2 separate regions of the Hordeum vulgare genome follow, and region 2 is linked to region 1. The links are chromatin contacts, called in public Hi-C maps. All regions are on one chromosome and are shown on one strand. The core of a region is the stretch at or near the end of the contact, and the rest is flanking DNA. Distances in the headings are between cores, read along the strand shown. Region 1 holds the start of LOC123425796 (chitin-inducible gibberellin-responsive protein 1). Region 2 holds the start of LOC123425799 (histone H2A.4).

Evidence for each region. Hi-C and Micro-C count contacts between places; a contact is called where the count stands out from the background.
Region 2: a contact with region 1 is called in a Hi-C map of seedling, with 5 times the contacts expected there. The contact joins the promoter of LOC123425799 here to the promoter of LOC123425796 in region 1. A contact is called at or near these places in 1 of 6 Hi-C or Micro-C datasets (seedling) and 1 of 1 datasets of contacts at active chromatin or transcription factors (embryo).

What each region holds. Positions count from the first base shown.
Region 1 is chr2H:192,471,183-192,474,884 of MorexV3_pseudomolecules_assembly, forward strand. LOC123425796 (chitin-inducible gibberellin-responsive protein 1) reads right to left here and starts at 1,824. Exons shown (of 2, transcript XM_045109533.1): 1 at 1,650-1,824.
Region 2 is chr2H:192,991,562-192,995,263 of MorexV3_pseudomolecules_assembly, forward strand. LOC123425799 (histone H2A.4) reads right to left here and starts at 1,664. Exons shown (of 2, transcript XM_045109538.1): 1 at 1,373-1,664; 2 at 601-1,098. The coding sequence starts at 1,561. The coding sequence ends at 880.

The DNA.
Region 1 (3,702 bases), core at 574-3,073:
TTTAATTTGTCTGCTTGCCTTTCCTCTATGCATATTATACAGATTTAACAAGTAGTTCTCCAAATTCTGCATAAATCCAAATCATTCTCTGTCAAATGTCCCCATCATCTACCTACAAATCTTAAAGGATCTATCCTTCTCCTCAAGCTTAAAGGACAACCACATGTGTCAAATTCTAGCAAGGCAAGCAATGAAAGGATCTTCAATCATGAGTCTGCCAATGGAAACTAGAGGACTATAGCGGCACAATTAATGAAGAAAGGAACATGCTCAAGTATCAATCTAGACAGGAACGTGCTCAGGTATCAACCTGTCCAGAAGATCCAGCACGACTAAGAGGTTTGGAGAACAAACAACAGGACAAACTAACATTTCTTACAGCTCCCTTCAGCGCGCCCATTGACCACCCTTCACGATTAAGACATGCAACCATGAGCATTCTCTAGTTGGTTTAAGAGAACTGACCCACTGTTTGGTCACCGATCCTTCAGTGAATGCACGACTGAGACCAATGTTCAGCGGACCCTAAGATTCTCTAGTTGGTTGAAGACGATTGACCAGCCTTGTTGGTTTGACTATTGGTCCGTAGCTCTTCCTATGAATTCCCAAGATGGAACCCCCCCCCACTAGCAACAAGAAGTTTGACCACTCAGACCGTGTGGAATCAGCAGCACCTTTCATCACTCACACAAGAAGCCAATTTGTGTAACATGTGTAGTAGGCTAAGCTGCTAAGGGTAGCTAAAATCGTAGTATTGATTATTGGATATTAAGTTAGTGACGCACTCTCAAGGACCAACCTCGATTCGTTCATCTATTGGGGCACTTTGCCTGGTAAGGGAGTTCTTTTTCCATGAATCGTCTTCAGGAAAGGCAGGTCCAATTGACTCGTCAATCAAGCGAAACATAAGATTTTTTTTTCCGAGGTGTATATGTCCCAATCAAGGAGGCAGATAGATCCTGTGGTTCCTCCCCGGGAAAATTAGTTTAGACTAGTTGGAGCTACCGCATCAATCTACTACTGTATGCCTGCCTCCATGTTTCCATAAACCAGAGGCAGCGATGGTTCCATTTCTAACATGAGAATCACTAATTTGGCGACGAAATTAACTAACTCTGGAATAATAAATTCCGGGCACAAGTCCAGGCAAGTAACATAAAAGTACATCTCGCACGGATGAGCGCCCATCAGACGAACCATAAGTAGGCCATGCCCACCTAGACCTAGGAGCCAGCCAGTATAAAATTAGGAACAAAATGCAACAGTAGCCTCCAGAGCGGAAGCGGAGCAGGATCAACTCCTTCGTCCCCGAAATGGAGGTCATCCGTGGAAGCTAGAAGCGAAATGCTCTCAGCCGAGGCCTTTGGCAGGTCGAATTGGCTCAAACCAAGACGAATCCCCAACTGATTCGTCAGCTAGACACCACTCACCCGAACCACCAAACCCCGTCCAACAGCCCATCTCATCGCCGAACGAGAGCCCGGAACCCGCCCAGGATCCCACCTTCGCCCTCCCGAACTATGGAATCAAACCCGAAATAGCCAGGCAAAAAACACCCAAAAAAAGCACAGCAATTCAGCGGCTTCCGGCAAAAATCAGTCGCACAGCAGGCACGGAAGCCGACGAGGTACGAGGACGGGAGCTCTCACCTCCTCCGATCTGCACGGCCGGCCCGGCGCCTCGATCCACCTCCAGCAATCTCCCTCCCTTTCTCTCTCGCTTTTCTTCTCTCTCTCTTGTGGTTCTCGTGTCCTAGTCCCTTCTCTCTTTGCGCCCCCTCCCTCTTTTCGTGTGCGCGATAATTAATATCTATCACAAGCAAGACGGCGAGCGAGAGAGAAATAAATAAATCCCAAAGTGCCACGGCTTTATATGCCCCCGGCTCCGAGCAGACGGCGACCGTGCGCGCCTGACGCCGTCTCCCCGGTCAGCGCTCCCGCGTCCTGACGCCGTGGCTTCCGCGCCCTTCACGCCGTTACGGGCGGAGGCACGGGCCCCGTCGGATGAGGATCGGACGCTCCACCGAGCCGACGCGCAGTCACGTGCGGCGCGCGGCGAGGTGCCACGACACGCGTGACGCCGGCAGCACGGACACGCGGTCTCGCGTTTGACCTCACGCGCAAGGAGGTTTGAACGGTCCGCGGCCGTGCGATCGGGATCCGAGGGTGGGCTGGCCATCGTGTGTGTGGCCCGGGGGCTTCGGCGGTTCGCGGATGGATGCTTGCTTGGCCCGCCCGTCCGTCCGATGAGACGGGGCTGCGGGAGATAAGATGGTGACGTGGGCCCCGTGCGTTGGCGCGGGGACCACCGCGAGGAAGACGACGGAGGAGGGTGATGTGGGATGCGCTCCCGCTTTTGCCTCGGTGGTTTCCATTTCGATGGGAGAATGTGATGCCTCTTTTTTTTCCTCCGGTACAAGAAATGCGATTGGCCTGCTGCCTACTTTCCACTTTCTTTTCTCAGTATTTTTCCATTACTGCAAACTCCAACGCAAGTGGTAAATTTTAAAAATGTGCAAGCAGTATTTTTTTTTTGTGATAGGGATCGTGTACGTTTTTTACTGGATTTTATGCACTGTGCAATGGCTACGGAGATGTGACATGTAGTTCAAACGCACCCAGTAAGGTAGCTAGTTATCCGTACGTAAGAAAGTTTGCCACCAAATGTGAGCTCCAGGTCTGAACAAAGCAAGAACGTAGGCTGGCTTCTAGAAGGACGCTGGGCACGATGCAAACTTGCTGCGACTACCCGCGTTCTTAAACTTTAAGGAAGGAAGGAACAGCTGTGAATGGGCCGCACCCCATGAACTCCCCTGGGGCCCGTCGTCGTCCTATTGGAACCTAGTGGGCTTATTCTACTGGATGAGCAGGCCACTGACGTCTCACCTGATGCGGATTCGATGCGCGAGAACGAACGATGATGGGTGCTCAGTGCTCTGAAAACCTTCTATGATCTCCTTTCTAAATTATTTTTGCAGCGGCATGCGCGAAGCTGCCACCAAAAACACGAATCGACTTTTTTATAAATATAATGCTGAGAGACATGGAGAAAGAGAAAAGGTACGCTTTGGCTTTGTGAAGTGGTGTCACACCAAGGCTAAACTAACTGTGCAGTGATTATAATAAAGGCAAGGTCCACTCGCCAAAAAAGAAATTAAGACCATGAAAGCATCTTCAGCCACACACAAGAAAGCTGACCCCAAACGCTTCCGGGTCCGGACGCCTACGCGGACACTTGCAATGCGTCTACGTACATTAACGGATCAAAATTTAAATTTGTTTTTTTTGTCTCATACTTCATATGATAAATACAAAAAATATGCAAACTATGTACTATATAGATCAAATAACCTAAATTACCCGGTGCTTGTTGAAGATGTTCATTATTTCCATGACATGCACTTCATACATGGACGTAACCGCAACGCGGGCTCATATGGATCCTCCGGTTTCACCTCCACCTTCACGTCGAGTTCGACGAAATAAAGCACCGGTTGGCCGCCACATAGGGCTCATCGTGGATGGACTTCATGATGGCCTGCTACCCTGCCATCTCCTTTGCTTGGGCGGCTGTTAGAGCATATATCTCCATATGTGGTTTTGGTACTTGATGGCAATTCCTATGGACTAATGGTTGCCTTAAGTTACATTTATAGGATTTGTCCATAGGCATTTCTTGAAGTCCATCTGTTGGGTTCAAGGA
Region 2 (3,702 bases), core at 414-2,913, 520 kb after region 1:
CGCAATGTGCCTTGGGTACCTCCGATCTCATAGCACGACAAATACATATTGGAGGGAGTATATGCAAACGGTTGAGTAATATACACGTCGATGGAAGAGCTGTCGCGTCGACGGTACACCTGAGATCTCGATCCCTTCGAGACATTGTTACGGCGGTTAATACTGATGCTGGGCAAACAAACGCATCTACCTTCAAACTACTCTGTAGAGCAGGTTTGCCACGGCCAACATAACAGTCGTAAGTTCGTTCAACAGATGATTGCCTAAAGCAATCCTAGGATAAGGTCCGTTGTGGGAGGGATTGATACTAATTTGGAATGAAATTTGTGAAAATATAACGTTGCAGAATGAAATCTATGCAGCACTCGTAAGTCCGTACTTCGATCATTCTGGTCTCATCACAAGAATGGGGGATGGAAATTGGTTACATATCATTTGTTCCACCAGAAACACATAATATTTATAAAAACACGATGTAATTATGTACTACCAAAAGCCAATGAAATATTGGCAAACAATTAGCCAGAGCATGGAACATTTGATTCATCAGGCGAAACAAAGAACAGATAAGACAAACGAAGAGGAACAGAATTGGCAATATGCTTAAAGTTCAGATCCTTTCAATTTCTTCAACCATGGAAACCGGATAAGATCAAGCAGGATTACATCTGAGTTTAAACACTCGATAATTTCTTTGGCATATTCACAGCCATAGGATTGAAGCAACTAATCCGACCACCAACTAGAAATTCCTAATACCAAACCATCCGGACTCTTCTGAAAACCAAGACACTAAATCCTAGGAAACAAGAAACTCCTCCCTCTTTGTGATGCAAATGTAATCCATGACTGGGGTGGCAGTGATGAAAAGGGCGGGCCTCAGTTGTCGTCGTCATCGACGGTGGAGGCCTTGGAAGAAGAGGCCTTCTTTGGGAGGAGGTGCTGGTGGATGTTGGGCATCACACCGCCACTGGCAATGGTGGCACCGCCAAGCAACTTGGTCAACTCCTCGTCATTGCGCACAGCGAGCTGGATGTGGCGGGGCACGATACGGGTCTTCTTGTTGTCCCTGGCGGCATTGCCGGCCAGCTCCAGAACCTGGATAGAAGGGGGAGAACGACAAGATTAAAACAAGCAGCAACCAATGCAATGGATATACTATATGAAAGCGCATCTTCGCACCCAAGAAACCCTATCCTAACGATTTGGGACAGGTAAATAACTCCAATATTGACGGATTGCTACTAACTGACGGTACGGTTCTAAACAGATCTAAGAATAGCCCAGATTTATCGGAACCGCGACGGAACCGGATCAAGTAATAGAATACCGAGAGACCGAGGGCAAGGATTGAGATCCGGGAGAAACGAACCTCAGCGGCGAGGTACTCGAGGACGGCGGCGAGGTAGACAGGGGCGCCGGCTCCGACGCGCTCGGCGTACTTGCCGGCCTTGAGGAACCTGGCGATCCTGCCAACTGGGAACTGCAGCCCGGCCTTGGAACTCCTCGACGTCGCCTTCTTGACAGCGCCAGCGCCGATTGCCTTCCCACGGCCGGCCATCTCAGCAACCGAGGAAGAGGGGAACGAAGGGAGGCGCTGCTACGGGAGACGGAACGGGCGAGGGGACAAGAGGCTGTGGAGGCGAAAGAAACGCAGGTGGGAGGAGTCGTTCAGCGCTGGGGAGAATATATAGGAGGGTAGGGACGGGGCGGCAGCGAATGGGCGGCGATCACGCGGATCGCTGTTTAGGGCCGTCGGATGCGCGAGATTGGACGGTGGATGTGAGCGACGGGGCCGCGAGGGTTCGGATCCGGAAGCGGCGGGAGGACGTGGGCATATGGGGCGGGGAAGATTTTCGTTTTGGACCTTCCGCGGCAGTCCAGGCCTGTATGGGCATCGACGGAGTGGTCACGTGTTTTAAAAAAATTATATAGCCCACCTGTCAGTCTTATTTCTTCTCCAGTAAAGATAAGATGTGTGCTTGCTCCACCGATAATGTAACTTTTTTCTTAAAAAAATGTAACTTTTTTTGATCAACAATAATGTAACTATGGAGTACAAGTTCCGCTTATACAAACATAATATGAAATTAAAATTAATGGGGCATGACTAGAGTCAAGTGACTAAAGTGGCATCCCGTGTATCTTCCTTACTATTCTTTCTCCTCCATGCACACATCACGTCCACTCTTATATTTCCTCGCCTCTCACCGATGAAGCCTTTCTCACCCTTACGCGTCCTCTTTATAGCATTCTCGAGGACGTTTCCTTCCACGTCACCTTGACAATTGTATCAAGTGAAATTCATCGAGGGTGATTCCTTGAATCAAGGCCGAATCGAGGAATTCGAAACCCTAGTGCGAAAAACAAAATGAGGCCCTAACATTTAAAAATATATATGATAACGCAAACATAATCTCTTAATTATGTAATTATAATTTATGCTATTTCATACAATGTTTAGAAAATTCTCAAGTATCTATACAAAATACTAAAACCAATAAACTAACCTCATGTCTATTAAAAACTGTCATCCGTCTTGTGTTCCTCAAAATACAATTTTCAATTACATCTTCATAATTAATATTCTCCAATATATCATTTTTCAAGTGCTATTGTGGTCAAACCATTCAGTCTTTTTATGTCATAGTAGAACGCAAGGACGATAGGACCGATGAGCTCACATGAAATATACGCTTGTGACTTGTATAGATAGTTCAAAATACTCAGAATCGTATATTACCTTGATTTTTGACTTGGACGATAGAACAAGCAACTACCGAAAGTCTCGAATCAGTGACTACTTGTGAACTTGAACGCTAGACAAAAATAGTTCCAAAACATATTAGTTAAATATCAACTCAACTTTGTAATTTGTAATTTGTGTCAAAATTAGAGAAAAGGAATGAGCGTGGAGACTATGGATAGGGAGGGCACCACACGAGTTGGTCTTTCGTTCCTCACTTCCTTGGGCGGCACTGCGGCACAGCTCCAATGTCGTCGTCGGCGTCCGGCACTCGAAAGTTAGGTGGAATTCGCCAAAACCATAAGTTCTCCGCTTCCGCAAAGTGATTGCCGCCAGCGCCTAGCCGATCTAATTCGAAACGCAAGAAGACGAGATGCGGGGTATAGAAGCGGAACTATGGAAGTTACGGTGCGCTTGGGCTATCGTTTCGTCTAGGATACGAGCAATCTAGGCATCTACCGAATAGCGATCCACCTCGTCTAATTAGGACTCAAGTGTTCCAGGCCCAAGAAGGCCGAGCAACGAACATGTTACAAATTTAGCATAAAACTATTTTTTTTCCTCATACTGCATATATACATGTATGGACCTAGTTGGGGGCACGATTTTTGGGGCCGTGTGCGAGCACAAAGCTCGCACACGCCCTTCAATGGCCTTGCCTCAGATTCTCCTTGATGTTTTGGACACAGGGTTACTTTGACTTTACCCCCCCCCCTTGATTCATAGTAAAGACAGGTCGGCCTCGAGGGGTACCCGCGAGTGATGAGTAGTCGGGTTGACCAGGATAGTACCCGTGACATAATTACGAGGCTCGGTCGGACGGGCAGACCGCCGTAGGAGAGGGATGGGCCTGACCCTTGTCAAAGGTCCTTGAGATGGGGCGACGGGATCATTGATCATTTCCATGAGCTCCCAAGACAGTAATTGTTTTGGATATGTGATCTGAGTAGGCATCT